Linked DNA regions of Rattus norvegicus: region 2 is linked to region 1. Evidence: chromatin contacts called from public Hi-C data. All regions are on one chromosome and are shown on one strand. The core of a region is the stretch at or near the end of the contact, and the rest is flanking DNA. Distances in the headings are between cores, read along the strand shown. Region 1 overlaps LOC102549394 (a long non-coding RNA gene). Region 2 holds the start of Plxna2 (plexin A2).

The links. A called contact is a pair of places that touch in the nucleus more often than the background predicts.
Region 2: a contact with region 1 is called in a Hi-C map of frontal cortex, with 2.0 times the contacts expected there. The contact joins the promoter of Plxna2 here to the enhancer-like site in region 1. A contact is called at or near these places in 2 of 12 Hi-C or Micro-C datasets (Schwann cells and frontal cortex).

The regions. Positions count from the first base shown.
Region 1 is chr13:107,754,484-107,758,036 of GRCr8, forward strand. The region is part of intron 2 of LOC102549394 (a long non-coding RNA gene); the gene reads left to right. Among named protein-coding and RNA genes, the nearest start is that of Mir205, 190 kb to the left of the region's middle. Within about 2 kb of position 1,913, at least 2 of the 93 cell types and tissues checked have an H3K27ac peak or open chromatin away from gene starts, as enhancers often do.
Region 2 is chr13:108,689,280-108,692,800 of GRCr8, forward strand. It overlaps Plxna2 (plexin A2), which reads left to right and starts at 2,251. Exons shown (of 32, transcript NM_001105988.2): 1 at 2,251-2,821.

The sequences.
Region 1 (3,553 bases), core at 663-3,162:
CTCACTGCAGGGATGCCCTTTCCTGCCCCCAACTCCCTACCACCACCCTGTCATGCTCAGGTCACATCTGATTTAGGATCATAAGGTTGGAAAAGACGTTTTCCCAAGACAGCCCCAGGGTTGGTTGGGACACAGTTGGTTTCTAGGAGACTATCAAAAGAGAAAGGAGCAGAGGATGAGGTAGGGGCCACCAGATTTCCCTCTGGAAACCTTTCTCTTCACGGTGTACTCTGGAGCCTGACTCTCTGGAGGAGCAGCATCAGACTCTCTTGGAGGACTTGTTAAAGTACTGAGCACTGGGCTCCCTCCTTCCAGAAATTCCCATGTGTTAGGTCCAGTGCTGGGGGAAACTTACATTTTAAACACGTTTCAATTGATGTGATCTTGCACCCCAGAACAACATTTTTGAGAACCAGGGGCATACAAAGAAAGAAAGATACACCACAGGGTATCTTTGTCCCTGACTCTCTTATTTCAAAATCACCTGCACCGAACAAGAGACAAACTTAAAGGTCTACTCAAGAGTCCTCTGTAGACATGTGCAGTGGCCGGGAGTGTCCACACAGAGCCAGCGGCTCATGATTCTCCTATAGGATGGATAGAGACTGTGGCTCTTTGTTGTGGATGAGCTACTCGCTGGAGACTGAGTAAATAAACCCAGCAGTGTCCAAAGGATGGCTCTCAGCCTTGCAGGCAGACCCTCTCTTCACTTCTGTTGTTTTGTTCTGCTGCCTTCTCATCGTCTTGTACTGACAATAGTCGTAAATAACCGCAGTGCTGTAGAGAAATCATTTTAACAGCGGAGAGTCAAATAAATACATTAGACCTGACAGCTTAACTACGCACAGTCCATTTGGATGTGGTGGCCAGCTGCTCCCAAGGACTGCACTCCCAGGAGCAATCGCAAGAGGGCACACAGAGCTCACCAGCTGGGCTTCAAACTCAGGACTGTTCGTGCAGAAAGGAAAAGCAGCAGAACCCAGCCAAGGCTGTGTATTGTTTGTAACTTGGCTGGGAGGTAGAGGTTGCAGGTGGTGTGTGTGTGTGTGTGTGTGTGTGTGTGTGTGTGTGTGTGTGTGTCTGTGTCTGTGTGTATGTGTTTGTGTATGTATATATACGTATGTGTATGTTTCTGTGTGTGTCTGTGCTTGTGTGTATTTGTGTGTGTGTGACTGAGTGGGGTGAACCTGTGTGTGTGGGTGTGTGCGTGTGTCTGTATGTCTGTGTGCATGTGTGTGTGCATACGTACCTGTTTATCTCTGTGTGTGTCTGTGTTTGTGTGTATGTGTGTGTGTGTGTGTGTGTGTGTGTGTGTGTGTGTGTGTGACTTGTGCTTCCTTGACCTGTGTGGGTCCAAGACAGAACAAACATGCTATTTTTGTGCCCTTTTATCCCCTCACAGACATCTAGGACCATTCTTTTCCCACCTGGGTCTTTAACACTTGTAGCTGACACCCCTGTTTGAGCTGCCACTGCAGGTTCTAGACCTGCTGTCAAGTTCCTGGGATGTTTGTTTTTCCCATTCTGTGTTTTGCACTTATGGTGCTCTGGTATATGCCATGTGTTCATGTTGTCCACCCTAGAGGGCAATGTACCTTGGAGCCCAAGTTTCCTCAGGGCCAAGCACAGCCCTGGATTTCATCCAAGGTACTGAGTGAGCTCTAGGGTCCCATTTCCAGGAGCTATAGTTCTGGAACCATCATGGGTCAGACACTAATTCACCAACCAGTGCAAAGTAAATGGGTGGGAGGAGCAAGGTTGTAATGTGGCTATTCTCCTGCAGCCTCACACAGCCCTAAATGGAAGGCAGGCAGTTCCATGGATAGCTGTTCTACTGTGGATTCTATTCCCAGCCTAGAGAAATGAGGGTAGCTGGAGGAGGCAGAATATAGCTGAGGGAGGGACATCTCAGCCCTGCCCAAGCCCTCTATCTAGCACACTGGGACTGGGACAGGGAGGATGTGTGATCTTCCGCTCCTGTGCCAGGGTTGAGAGTTCAGAAGTAGTCACCTCACTGTCCCTGAGCTCTGATGCTGGTATGGGATCGCTCTCTCCTTGCTTGTCTTCCTGGGTTCTTAGTATCAAACTCCTGTTCATATAAACTTGGTTTTGGTCCCCTTAGAACCACCAGAGTAGTTGCTACAAAGGTGTCTTTTTTTCGGGGCTTGATTAAAGGGGACACATTTTAGGAATGGTTAGTAGCAGTCTTTGGATCTGTGATCATGAGAATACTTCAAGTTCTCTAAAGGGAGTTTAGACTACAGCAGGTCAGACACCAGAAAACACTTTCTGACACTGAAGTTATTAGATGCTGTGCAGAATCTTGCCTTTCTCTTGGGATCACATGACATCACAACATGTCCTTGTACCTTCAGAGCTGTAAATGTCTTTCTATCATCATGAATTGGGGCCAGGGAAGAGGGGCCAGGCATAGGACTGCCTACTCTCTACCATATGTTGCCTGATGGGTGCTGGCCATTTATGTGCAGACTGCAGGAAAGTAGTCATGTTAAAAACATCCCTCTAACAAATCTGATCCAAGCTGGTTCCAGTATTGTACAGTCCCATGGCCGCAGTAGAATGTTCCAGAGTGGACACAGCATGGAACTGCTGTTCATCCAAAGGTTTCTGCCAGGCATTTTGTCACTGAAATTGGGTTCCTGGATAGTCAGAGAGTTTTGGTGACCATGTTTCACAGATTATAGATGAGAAGAGCAGAGGAGAAAGTCTTCAACATACACACCAGGGCTCAGTGAGAAAATAAGAAAGAGGGAGAGGGGAGGAACAGAGGGAGGGAGGGAGGGAGAGAGGATGAAAACTGCATCTAAATCAGAACAGTCAGTGCTGTGGCTCCCAAGTCTCTGACACTGGACAAGTTCCAGCTTCTAGCTGTTCTGACCCTTGCTTTAACTCTCGGCTTTAGGTTGTTCTAACCCTTGGTTTAACTCTCACTTCAGTGTTCTGAGAGGCTTTTCTGCTTCTAGAATAAGTGCCCTTGAACCCTTTCTCCTTCAACCAAAGGTCCCAGAAGTCACAATGACTTGAGATCAAAAGGTAAGGCTGGTTAAGAAAGAAAACAGTGACAGCAAGACCCCCCTGCCTACCCTCCAGAGTCTCCCTTCCATTATGAATCAGGAACGGTCAGTGCCATCACCAGCTCTGTCTTTGACGCACAGTGCATCTGAACGTGCTCTGTCTGCCCTGGACTCTGCAGAGCTCCTTTGCCTTCTTCAGCCTCTTGTAAGACGTCCTCATCTGTGACGCTGTCATCCATGGTCAGGGCATGTGCATTTTTTTTCTGTAGCCTGTGCTCAGTGCTCTTAGAACACTCACCTGTCACCCTTGCATCCTCCACTCCAGACATACTTCAAGGACAGATCTGAGGTCTCTGCAAGGATCATAGACTTTCAGCCAGAGCAGGGAAGTGGATCCTGAAATTGCCCTTATGGCCACTGGTTGCCGGAGGACAGGTTGGTGATAAGGTGACAGACAAAAGGATATGTTGACCATAGGTTGAATATAACATAGACAGCGTCTTTCCCCTTTAACTTTT
Region 2 (3,521 bases), core at 1,001-3,500, 940 kb after region 1:
TGTTGCTTGCTTCCAGGCACCTCCTAGATCAGGCTTCTGGGATCACATCCTGTACTGGCTCCCTTTCAGATGATGCTCAGTGGCAATGTGGGAGTAGGGTGGCATCATGTCACCCGGCCTGGTGTGTGATCTGTCTGTAGGTGTTCTTTCTCCCACATTCTCCCTCTCTCTTCCTTTACTCATGACAGGCAGGGCAAGCGTGGGGAGAAGAGAACAGGATGGGTTTATGTGGAGGAGTCACTTCATTTAATGTGCCCCCATTCTTCATTTAAGGGTTTATTTCTGGATCACAGGGGGTGGGGACATATATCTGAAATTATTTAAATTGTATTGTAATCATCTCAAACTGAGATTAAATTGAGGCACTGAGAAGAGATAAGACCCCCAACACACACACACACACACACACACACACACACACACACACACAGAGTCACACAGCACTTGATTTAGAATTAAAGGCCCTGACATTCAATGGAGAGCTTTATCAGTTATCCCAGTCCTACAAAGGATGGTCTCAGGTGAAGCTGGCTAGACTGATGCTCCTCTCATTAAAAATATGGCAAAAGTGTTCCAGAATCTGAGAGCACCTTCTTTTTTAATCTACCTTAACAAAATGTGCCTTAAATCCAGGATACTCAGAAATAAGAGGATAAGGATTGTTTGGGTAAGGAGAGAAGACCCACTCATATGCAGACATAAACAATAATGGAGAAAAAAATAAATGTGAGAATCACCTGGTGTTTTATCAAAAATAAATGCTACATAAATTCAAAGGATAAGATAGGTGTGCATCATGGAATTCAGACTCTTTGTGGCTCCAAAGGACAAAATTGGCAACAGCTAGTGAAACTTACTGGAAACAAATTTTAGGCAATTAATGAATTGATTAATTGAAGAGCTTTTAAATGATCTAACCAGGTTTTGTTTTTAAGAATAGCTAATTGGGCCAGTGTCGTGGCATAAACCTTTGAGTCCAGCACTTGGGAGGCAGAGAGGCAAAGCAGATCTTTGTGAGGTAGTGGCCACTATGGTCTATAGTAGAGAGTTCCAGGACAGCCAGAGATACATAATAAAGAAAACAAACAAACAAAAACAAAAAACGAAAAAAACAAAAGAAAGAAAAAGAAGTAAAACCTACATTCCAAAACCCCGTGTCTCAAATATAGTCGATGAAAGTAATATTCATTCTCTCCCCCTCCTTACGCCCCCCAACCCACACACTGAGAATTCAGGCAACTGTTTTTATGCTTTCACAGGCACAACCCACATCCCTTTTTCTTTTTATACCGATGAAGAGTGTGGCCACGAGAGGGCAGTAGGGGACGTTTGTCAGATACTTTGACGTGTTGAGTAAACTCAGTATGTTCAGTCTCCATCAGGGAATTTGAAGACCCTGAGACCTTGCAGGGGTATGGCTTGCACAGGTCCTCATAGGAAAACCGGAGCAGAGACTGCAGATACAGAGACTATTAGCCAAGGAATCAAGATCAGTGAGCGCACCGAAGCAACCAGGACTGAAAATTCTCTTTTCTGGGGTTATTAAAGTTGTCTTAACCTTCTAGCCATTACCCTCCGCCTCCAGTATGAGGTGGGCTCGCAGGTCTGGATAAGGCAAACGCTCCTGATCCTCTGGTTCCCACTGCACCCACCCGAGTCAGGCCCAGCTCTATGTTCTCAGTGGAACAGGAAACCGGAGATGCAAAGCCAGGCTCCTCTTCAAAATGTAGAGATAATAATTATCAACAACTTCAAACCTCTTTTGGCAGCTCGCTGGATTTCTGGAATTTATAGGGTGGAGAAATTCTCTGTTCCGAAATCTGACACCCTATCTTAAGCCCACCAGCAATACAGGTTCCTCTGCACTCACCCCTAGCTCACAGGTGAAGAGGAAGGAGGGAAGGCTGTGCTCTGTGACAGGTGATGACACACGAGGGGATGGAGTGCTCTCTCATCACTCTGAGCCCCTCCTGAAGCGGAGCCAGCTAGCTCACCAGGCCCTGAGAGAGACCTGCTTCCCTAGACCCTTGGTACCACCTTTCTGGTACCTTGACTATTGACCGTGTCTGCTGGTCCAAGCCGAGAGTGGAGAACGCCTGCAGAGCGGTAGCTCTGCCGGGTTCTCGGGTGGACAGGCTAGGGTATTCATTCTGCGGGGGCGGGGCGCGTGGGCGGGGAGGGGGTTAACACGGCCTCTATGATAATGAGCTGAGCGGTAATATAGGAGGCCGGCTGAGGGCGCCGCCACCGGAGCCGAGCTGAGTCGCGCTGCGCGCAGCACTGTCCGCGCAGAGCCAAGCGGGGGCGGCGGGAGCAGCTGCCGGGATCCTTCAGCTGAAGACGAGCGATCAGATCTGGTGGACCCGTGAGCCGCGGAGCCGCGGGGAGCTTACGGGCCCGGTCGCAGACAGAGCTGGCAGCGGTTCCCGGAGGAAATAGGGCCGAGCGGGCCAGGAACAGAGGGGAAGGAAGCGCAGGATCGCTGATGTCAGAGCAGCCCGGAAAGTCGTGCCGGAGAAACCTGAAGACACCCGGCTTTGAGCCGCCCCGGAGAGACCCTGCGGGACCCCACGCCCCTTCGCAACCAGGTCCCTGCGCGCAGGCGACCAGGACGAATACGCGAAGACCCAATCCGGGGCTACCCCAGGAATACAGGCAAGCAGCCGGCGCGGGCCGAGGATTTTAATGACCCTGGGTTCCATGTGGACCAGGCTGTTCCTGTGACTCGGGTCAGGCAGGACTGGGCGCACGCTGCCCTGGGCAATCGCCAGACGAGCGGACGAAGCGGCGACGCAGGGACAGACAGACAGCGCCGAGCTGGGTAAGCGGCGCCCTCCGCCCTTTCCCTGAGCGCGCTCCCGCGGCGGTTCCTCCAGCGCAGCCACCCCAGGTCCCCTTGGGGTCCCGGCCCCGGCCCCGGCTTGGTTGTGGCGGCGAGTCTCCGCGCGTGATCCGCCACTGTCCAGGCTTCCGGGCCATAGATTCCGGCGGCTCTGGTGGTTCCGGCGCTCCGTGGTGCGCTTGTAACGCGCACCTGCCGGCTGTCTGCAGCTCTAGGGAGCGCCTGGGAGGGGAGGTCGTCCCAGGGTTGGAGTCCAGAGAGGGCCTTAGTGGCACTTGAGAGATAGCCTGGGGTGACTATGGCCGGAGGCCGTTTTGGGGGCGTTCACCAGGCAGTGTAGTCCCGGGTGGCCACTGACCCTTCCAGTGTTTCAGCAGACGGGAATCGAATTGGGAAGAGGGCATCCTTTGCGCGCGTTCCGGGAAGCTGTGAGAACGGTTTGAAAGCACTGTGGTTAAGTGTTTCTGTCCCCATCCCCCATGGCATAGTGCCCAGCTGGGGCCGGCCCCCTTGGTTTGAGCAACAGTGGTGCTGGTTGAAGTGGGAGTTTGTCCAGAGTCCAAGGGGCTCCTTAAAGCTCATTTCCTCCGTGAACTCTTTTTTGCCCTACCTCACGAAGTGATAGGATCTTAGAAAATTCCAGTTTCTCTTACTCATGACTAGTCTTCTTAAATGCTCA